Linked DNA regions of Mus musculus: region 2 is linked to region 1. A link is a contact called in public HiChIP or PLAC-seq data. All regions are on one chromosome and are shown on one strand. The core of a region is the stretch at or near the end of the contact, and the rest is flanking DNA. Distances in the headings are between cores, read along the strand shown. Region 1 holds the start of Uckl1 (uridine-cytidine kinase 1-like 1). Region 2 overlaps Kcnq2 (potassium voltage-gated channel, subfamily Q, member 2).

What was found. HiChIP or PLAC-seq counts read pairs in DNA pulled down with a chosen protein or histone mark.
Region 2: a contact with region 1 is called in an H3K4me3 HiChIP or PLAC-seq map of fetal liver, with 2.4 times the contacts expected there. The contact joins the enhancer-like site here to the promoter of Uckl1 in region 1. A contact is called at or near these places in 3 of 115 datasets of contacts at active chromatin or transcription factors (embryonic stem cells, fetal liver and microglia) and 2 of 9 other capture datasets (adipose tissue and liver).

Annotation. Positions count from the first base shown.
Region 1 is chr2:181,579,208-181,583,941 of GRCm38.p6, forward strand. Uckl1 (uridine-cytidine kinase 1-like 1) reads right to left here and starts at 2,766. Exons shown (of 15, transcript NM_026765.3): 1 at 2,649-2,766. The coding sequence starts at 2,761. Zfp512b (zinc finger protein 512B) reads right to left here. Exons shown (of 17, transcript NM_001164597.1): 17 at 2,896-4,734. Uckl1os (uridine-cytidine kinase 1-like 1, opposite strand) reads left to right here. Exons shown (of 3, transcript NR_027289.1): 2 at 1,236-1,421.
Region 2 is chr2:181,078,880-181,083,151 of GRCm38.p6, forward strand. Kcnq2 (potassium voltage-gated channel, subfamily Q, member 2) reads right to left here. Exons shown (of 17, transcript NM_010611.3): 16 at 3,454-3,577; 17 at 1-2,896. The coding sequence ends at 2,174. Among named protein-coding and RNA genes, the nearest start is that of Chrna4, 42 kb to the left of the region's middle. Within about 2 kb of position 2,177, at least 17 of the 459 cell types and tissues checked have an H3K27ac peak or open chromatin away from gene starts, as enhancers often do. A contact at or near this core is called in fetal liver, where this site is marked.

The sequences.
Region 1 (4,734 bases), core at 1,516-4,015:
TGTCAGTGCTGAGCTGGGTGCCCCTCCCCTGGCCCCAAGGTGCCTCCTACAAGGATAAACAAATCTGAAATTCTACCCTAGCACATCCAAGAATAACTGTTCCACCCCACCTCACACAGGCTCCAGTAAGCCCGATGGCCACCTTGGCCTCATCAGTCAGCAGGGGACACAGCAACCTCCCTGCCCACAGCATGGAAAGGGAAGATCCGGTCCCAGCCTCAGCTGAAATCCCTTTATTGACTTAAGATCTAATCAGAGAGGTTTTGCTGGCTTTGGGGTTCTCGTCAAGGGGTGGGCTGGCCTCATTGCAACCTCATCCTACCTGGCTGGCCTACAGCACTAAGTCTGGCAGGGCTCAGAGAAGGAAGCTTCCAAGTGGACTTCATGCATCTGAAAAGGAGCCACTCTGGGAGCCGCCTCGGAGGCAGCTCTTCTCACTACCTAGGTAACTTGTGGGTATGTCTACATCCCCAGACACCAGGAGCAGGAAGAGCCAATCTCTGTTTGCATGTGCATGTATGTGTTTATAGTTTGTCTGTCCCTCTGACTCTACCCTTAGATATGGTTGGCTGGATATGCCCTAGGATTGCTCTGGGAGGCTAATATTGTTCTGGGCAGGGGTGCAGAGTTAAGGAGTCCTAGGGAATCAGTTCTCTAAGTTTGGCTGGCTAAGCACAACAGAGGATCCTGACATGTTCCTTGGGTACCCCAGCAGGTCAGGATCAGTGGGTAGCAAAAAGGCCACAGGTCTGTGGGAAGCTAACATCGTGCTGGTCTTAGAAAGGGAAGGCTTTACTTAATTCCAGATTTGTTACTGCTTACAGAATAGACCTGTCCCACCTATTGATTCACTAGACTTGGCTCCAAAATACCACACCCTGACCCCAGAACTTCATCTTTACCTAAGATACACCAGGCTACCTGGCTACTACACTCCTTAACTTCCATCTTTGAGGTTTTCTTCTTTCAGGGCTCCATTTTAGGCCTCAGGGCTGTCTGAGGTAGGTGGTGCTGGAAGCTGCTGCTCAGTTTTCATTTTCCCCTGGCTATCCCTTAGGTAACAGCGCTGTCATCTATGGCTCAAAGCCACTCACCAGGGAGTTGCTGCAGACCTGTATGTATCCTTATACAGAGAAACAGAGAGAGGCTACTGAGGACCTAAGCCGGTGCCTCATGGATAAGGAAACTCCATGGAAGTTAGAGCTGCCCTGTAATTTGCATCCCCCATATCTTAGAAACCAGAATGAAAGGCCTACAGCAGAGACTGAAGAGAGGAAGGCTCATCACTTGGACCACCAAAGAAAGGTCTCAAGATCCCTCTGCTATGGTTAAATCTAGTCAAGCAACCCATCCCGGTGCTACTGTGGAATTCCTGCAAGAGGCAGAAGGCGGTTCAGAGTCATCAAAGCCATTTTTACAAGGTAGACATAGGACTGGGGGATTAAAGGCTTTCATGGCCTCACTTGCCAACCTGCCTCCCCCCCCCCCCCCCAAGGCTCTGGGTGAGTACCTATTAACTTCTCTCCACTCTCTAATCCCAAATCCATCTCCACTTTGCATATCGACATGAAAGCCAATGGCGGTGCTGGCTAAGGTCAGACAACTCCAAGGAAAAGGCCTCAGGGGCAGGCAGATAGGGAGCCAGGTGCTGGGAAAGGCAATAGGAGAAACCTCAAGCTGGGCTTTAGTCTACCAGCGACTCCCTCCCCTACTGCTGCCAGTGCCTGAGGCACCAGGGCAGTTTGTATCTTCTCAAGGTGTATCCCCAGGAACCTTCGGAGGAGGAATTTGGCCACGGCCTCACAAAGTCTGACTCCTGGTCAGAATGCCTGGAGTGTGTGAACTAGCTGGGATTCACCTCATCCACTGCCAGCACCTCACTTTCTAAAGGCGTCCGGGGTTACAGCTTCTCAGGCGGTGCACTGTGGCATGCAAAGCCGGAAGACATTTGGCCTTCAACTGACTCATACAGACCGGAAGAGGTGTCACGAGCAGTTTCCAAGCATGGTCACTGCCCCCTGGCGGCCACGACCTAGAGTTGCTACAAGTGATGATCAGGCCGAGTGAAGACAAGGACCCTTAAGTCTCCTACTTCCTACAAGGACCCTTATCTCCCCTTCCATTCTCCTGAAAGCCTCGAAAGTCTCAAAGGCCCCCAAACTCTCGGACAGGTGGCAATCACCACCCCATCTTACATTCACAAGCACCACTGGCCGCCAGGTGCAACTTTGCGCTCAATTTCGACGAACTCAGAAGGTCGAACACGCCTACCGCCCAGCTGGGGGCCCAGAGCCAAGTGCGCACCCACTAGGAACAGAGACCCACGCTAAAGATGTCAAACAGGTTTCCATTCTCAGTGCCTCCAAAAGCTGGAGCTTGGGCCAGTTCCGCCTTCCGTCCGCTGGGGCCCTCCAGGTCGTCTGCCACCTCCCTCTCCCTGGCAGGGGGTGGCTGACACATAGCCCAGGAGGCCCCAGGGCGCTGGAGAGCCGCCGAAACCTGTCCAGGATCCACAAGGCTGTAGAGATCAAGCTGCCCATCTATGGAGATGCCGGGAGCCGTCCCGGCTCTAGGAAGAGATGCAAGCCGTGCTCCGACCCCTCCCAAGAGACAAGCGCGGCCCCTGCCTTATTCAGGCCCGCGCCTACCGGTCCTCGCACGCCGTTTCATTCTGCTCGGCCTGGCGGCCAGGCACGTCTGGGGCCACAGCAGACTGCAGGGGCGAAGGGGCGGCGCTCATTGAGGCCGGCGGCGCAGCCATGGCGTCCCGAACCTGGCGGAGGCCGGGGAGGCGCACCGGGAGGCAGGCACGCTGCGGACTACAATCCCCACAAGGCCGTGCGGCAAGCCCCGAGAATGACCTTTGCCTCAACACAAACTCAGCCACACAAAATCCCTGGAAAAAAAAAATCAATAAACATTTATTTGATACAGTGACTTTAATACATAGTTGATGGCCCACCACCGCACCACTCCGGGCCAGGGGATGAGGATGAGGACAGATGACCACAAGGCGGGCAGGACCAAAGCTCACCTCAAAACATCTTGCAAATAAAACACTTTGTAGATAGAATATATATGCATGTATATCTATGGTTACAAGTGATAGCCAGAAATGCACTTGTGTAATGAGAACTGCATTATAACCAAACCAAGGAACCCAAAGTTTAGGAGGCGCTGCAGTCAGGTATGTGGGGTGACCTGGGAAACCAGGTCTCCAGGGCAAGGGACCTGGGTTTCACCCAACAGGGGAACAGCTCTCCCTTCAGAACCACCATAGGGACAGGAAGATCCCAAAGCCTCCAGGAGGCACCATCATCTGCCTGTGCAGGAACATAAAGTGCACCCTGGTTCTGCATGAAATGTCTGCCCTTGGCACTTCTGTTTTTTTAGGGCAGGGCAAGCGCTGAGCCAGAGGTAGATCTGTAGAGACCCTGACTTTTGCATTTTGCCAAGGACCCAGGGTTGGTTTGGCCCTCTAAGTCTATGCCCACCCACCTTCTGTAGCTCTGCCATGATGGTCCCTCTTACTGAGGATCTGTGTAGGCTGGTGGTTACCTTTGGGCCATAGTAGGGAGGTGGGCAGACCGATGAGCCCTGCCACCATGGAAGAGCTTTACAGTCTAGTTTGCCACTACTTACCAGTCACCACAGGCTGGTACCTATCCAACTGCAGCTTTTGACAGCTGCCCCAAAACTGACCTCAAAGACTGAGTTAAAGTGCTAACATCAAGTTACCCAGAACAGTCCCATAGCAAGGCTGTATATGGGCTTTCTGGTTCGTCCTGGAAAACTCAGCCCCCAGCAAACCCAGGTCCTACTTCTCCCTACAAGTGCCAAGTACCTGAGAGGCTAGGGTGGATGGTCACACCCCACAGAGGTGTTGTGAAAAGTGCACTTTGGCCCCCTTCCCTTCCACAGTTGCACACAACCACTCCAAAGCCCCAGCCTACCCTTTGACACTGGATCATACCCACCTCTGTAGCCACCTCTGACCACATCAAAGTGTGTAGGAATTGGAGAGTCCATTCAACACCTACAACACACCAGGCCATGGTTACCTTGCCCAGAGTCAGAGCCTTTCTAAATACATGTGTACAAGGACCTCACCCCAAATCTCCCTGGAGCTGGCCTTCTTGGAAACGCTCCCTGCTGAGGCTGGGGGCAGGTGCTAGTCAGTACCACAGCAATACCTTCGGCACCAGGAAACCCTTAGCACCATGACATTAAGATTGTTGAGTTTTGTATAAAAAAAACCCAGAATTAAAAAAAAAAAAAAGAAAAAAAAAAGGTTGCTACTTGTCACAGCAACAAGACTGGCATCAACAACATCCAGGAGACACACAGAGGCAAATATCAAAATTCACATCATCCAGGATCAGAAGCAGAGACCTCAGTCCACCCCTACCAACACTATAAAAAGCTCGTTCCAACCCCCTCCAGCCTTCTCCTGGTGTGGCTCACAGCAGGGTTGGGAGATGGGGATAGGGTTAGAAGGTAGAACCAGGAAGGAGGCCAGATGTCTCTTCCTGGCCTTGTCCAACCTGCAGACCCTGTTAGCCTCAGGGCCCCTTAAAGAAAGGGGTGAGGCCCAGCCTAGAGTTGCTACACTGGCTGAGACCCCATCTTTCACTATCCTTCCATTTCTATATCAAATGACTGACTGCCACTAGATCCCAAGGGCAGATAAAATAAAAGGGAAAAAGAGGCCTTCCACAGAACTTGGCTTATAGG
Region 2 (4,272 bases), core at 927-3,426, 500 kb before region 1:
ATTTGCAGAGAAGTCATGCCTCCTCATCTCATTCTTGCTGTAAGGAAGGACTTCTGATAAATTCTATGTGTCCAGGGTTTCTGGGAAGGGGGTGTCTGTTCACCTACTTCATCCCACAAAACCCCAGCTCAGGGCACACCAGGCTCTGGTATCTGTGGCAGCTCTGGGGACAGGACTTGGAGCTATGTATGAGGCAAGACATGCTGTATGGAGCATGTAGGGGAGATAAAACCTCTTTCCCACATCCCCTGAGGCTGAGATAGCTACGGTCTGCCCAGGTCTAAGGAAGGAGTGCTCTGGCTGTTGGTTTGTCCAGGCAGATGTGTTTGTCCCTCTGCTCTAGACTCTTCCTGTCCTGACACAGAGATGGAGGAGCGCAGACCCAGGCTCAACTCACCAAGAGAAGACTCTTGAGTGTATAGCTATTCTTCCTGTATACATCTCTCATACCAAGAAGTTCTTGACTATAGCACTGCCTTAGAGAACCAATGTGTACATATTGGAACAAACAGACAGGCTCCACACTTGGATTCTAGCAGAGGCACCCTGAGGTGAGATCCTAGTAGCCCTAACAGGGAGGACATGAAGGTTACAGCAGACAACAGACATAGCTCTCCAAATACCCAGGTCCCTGGCAGAGACATGACTCCAGCTCTCCTCAGGGATGGGGTACCTCCTGCTGAGCATAGCCCTCCTCCCACTGCCTTTACCCTTGCCAGAATACACTTTTCAAAAGGGTGAAAGAAATAGATAGAGCTCTGCCCAGGCACAAGCTCTATACCACTTGCCCTCAGTGACCAGGAAAGCTGAGAGCAAGTAAGTCTGGGGGCCCCACCCCAAAATGTTATCATTCAATGCCGGGCACCTCTGGGCCAGATATTATGGGGCCACAACTGAGGGCTCTATTCTACCTTGTCTCTCTCTAAAGCTGAATGCTAGATGGTCCAAGATGCCCACTCACATGATGGACAGAGATTACTCCTCACCGGAGTAGAGGACAAGGTGTCCTAATTCCTCAAACACAGGGGCCACAGACCAGGGACCTATTAGTGGATAAATGACTGGATGGCCAGCTTCTGTGGGAAGGATCCTTGACCAGGCTCAAAGGCCACGCTCTCGTGTAGAAAGAGCTGGCAGTTTGAAGACATCATTTAGCCCTGCCTGAATCTGTAGAGCCAAGTGGGCAGCAGGCAAGGAGGTGTCCTGGCTAAGGACAATGCTGGCCTGCTTATCTGGTGGTTCTCTTGAAGTGCTGGCCACAGCCTGGAGGCCAGTGCCACACCAGGAAAAAGCAGAGGCCATGAAGTGTCAACTCATACCTTCTGGGCTACAGTGCCAGGGATGAGCCAGCCAGAACCTGCTGAAGAAACCTTTTCAGAAAAGGCTGTGAGTTGAGTCTTCCCCTAAGAGGTGGAAGTCAGGAGAGTCTAAGGGTCAATTCTAAGCTCCAGATTGGTCCCTAAGGCCTCACCCCTTCCTCAGCTCCAGGAAAGGGGTTCTGACCTAAGGATGGCTCCCATGGAAAGATCCACATAACCTGGAAGAGGGAGGAAGATGTTGGCAGCTCTCTAGCTAGGTACTCACAGATGAGGGGCATTACCCAACCACACGCAAACAGTGAGCCTGGTAATGCTTTACTGGGGCAGTCAGGGATAGAGGGATAAGCAGTCAGGTGTGAGAGTGGGCCATTTCCAGCAACCTACTATACCTCTGAACTTCCAGCCTAAATTGAGAGACCCACAAGCTCCAGGACTGGCCATCAGCAGGAGACATGCCTGTTTCGCCACTACGTCCCGTGTACTTGCTCCCAGCCACACCCCAACTCACAGGTGCTAACCATCATGCTGTCCTTCCTCACTCACAGGGCAATATGTCACCCAAGAAGACTAGGTAGGGCTAGCTTTGCTGCCATAGGTAGCTCCCAAGGCCCCCAGGGCCCGGCCTCAACCTCCCTCTCCTGGTTGGAAAAGAACTTCTATAAAATGTTACTGTGTGTGCTAAGGAGCCCTGCCTCATCCCCACTCCACATGAACCCTGAGAGCCAGATCCCATGAGCATCCTCACAACCCACACTACTCTATGTCACTCTGTCACTTTAAGAAAGGCCCTGGAACTCCAGTTCTAAAACCGAACAAGAGTGGGTGTGGCATGGGGCCAGCAGCCCAGCCCAGACTCATTTCCTGGGCCCTGCCCAAGCCACATCTCCAAAGGGGCCCTCACCAGTGGCAGAGCGTGGGGGAGGCCCACATGGTGTGCAGAGGTCTGAGTCTGTGTCAGACTCTCCCTCTGCAATGTAGGGCCTGACCTTGGCGCATGGTGCCACAGCTGCATAACAGCTGCCCAGGGCATCCAGGTTCTCCTTGGACTGGGAGATACTGAAGCCGCTGAAGGAGCGCTCCAGCTCCTCATGGTCCACCGAAGGGATGGAGATGGACGTGTCGCTATCCCGCAGGGCAGCCTCAGAGGGCCTGCAGGCTGGGGTGCCCTCCAGCCTCAAGAACTCGGTACTGGCTCTGTTGCCCCCACCGTAGGCAGACAGCGACCGCTCGTGTGCAGGGGGTGGTGGGATGCGTACCAGTGAGCCATGGTCTCCCACAGGGGAGGTGCCATGGCGCTGGTGGCTCTGCTGCCACGAGGTGGAGGGAGGACACTGGGCAGGGGGGATGGCTGGGGGTGCTGCGTAGTTCCTCTGGCCCGTAGAGCTGGTGGAGCGGACGATCTTAATGATACAGCCATGCTTGTCTGCATGGTCACGGCTGTCCTCTGGGCTGTGGTAGGGTGGTGCCGGCTCAGGCTCCTTGGCCCCAAAATAGGCCTCTGTCTCTGCTGGTGGGATGCCCATTCTCTGTGTATAGATGCTCACCAAGAAGTCGAGCTTCTTTTCCATGGACAAGACCTGTAAGAATGGCAGCTGCTGGGCTGGGCTGGGCTTTTGAGGAAAAGACCCAGGGTGTACCCAGGTGAAAGGGGGCAGAGGAAGGGACCCCAGAGCCACCCTTTCTCTACCCCAGACTCCAACAGCTCAAACACTGAGCTTACTGGTCAGCATGTGCCTGAGCTCAGGCCAGCTCACAGAAGGGTCTCCTGTGGTGGCTCCTAAGGATCCATTTCCAGGAGAGTGGGGGGTGGATATTGGGAAAGGAAAAGGGGGTGAAGAAATAGGCCATGTACAACTTCTGGCAAGTTCTTCAGTGGCTGCCCCTGCTGAAGGACTCTCCAGTGCATATCATGACCAACAGTTACCCCTCTTAGGAATTTCCAATCTCCAGATACTGTCTATGAGAAGAGGAAGAGTGGAAGATCACAGGATTTCACAGGGGATCAAGGGGCATCCCACACAGCTCTGCATCTCCTGCTGCATCTACCCTTATGCCTGGGTTGCTCAGCTACCATAGACTAACAAAATAAGACTGGGAGACAGCAGAGGCCATTCCCCTCCCAAGCCTCTCCCACCTGTTTCTCCACCTTCCCAAGCCGTCCCATCATGCTGGGGTCTTCGGGCAGCTCCGTTTCCGCTGGGCCTTTGGTGCGGTCCTTATCCGTTATTGTTGGGCCCCGCCCCACAATCTGGTCCACTCTAGCGGGAATAGAGACCCAGCCCCCAAATATGAGTTTGAGAGGGTGTGACTAGGCCCTTGCCCCTTCTTCCTGGGCTAACCCACAGCCCCCCAGATCTGGGCTCCAAGCCCCATCCAGAGCCGACCGGGGGGCAGTAGGTGCCAGGCAGATGGACACTGGTGCCTCATGATCTCAGGCCGCCTCCTGACACCTTGGGTCCTATTTCCTATCTGTTCCATTCCCGTGGGATCTGGCACATTAACAAGGAGTAAAGGGAAAAGTCTCCCCAGGGCCTACTCCCCACTCTTCCCTAGCACGGCTCTACCCTCATCAGTCCTGCCTCATAGCTCTTCCCAGGCCCTGACTGGTGTCACAGCAATCTGAGATCCAGGGGATCAGAGGTGGTTGGTGGGTATCCGCCAAGGGATCAGAGTAGGAGAGGTTGTGTCTTTACCCAAGTACCCACTCCCAGACAGCTTTACTCCAACATTAATGTGCCACGGAGTTCCTTGGACCCCAACGGGTATGACAGGGATAGTGTTAAATGTGTGCAGCAAGGACAACAGAAGCAGTGAGAGTGTCAGCTCCATGCATCAGGACAAGGGAGAAGGAGACAAAGGCCACATAGGAAACTGCCAAGGTACAACCAGGGGAGAGATGAGTGCTGCCAACAGGTCTTTGTGGGGTCGAGGTGTGTGTGTGGTACATGCACAC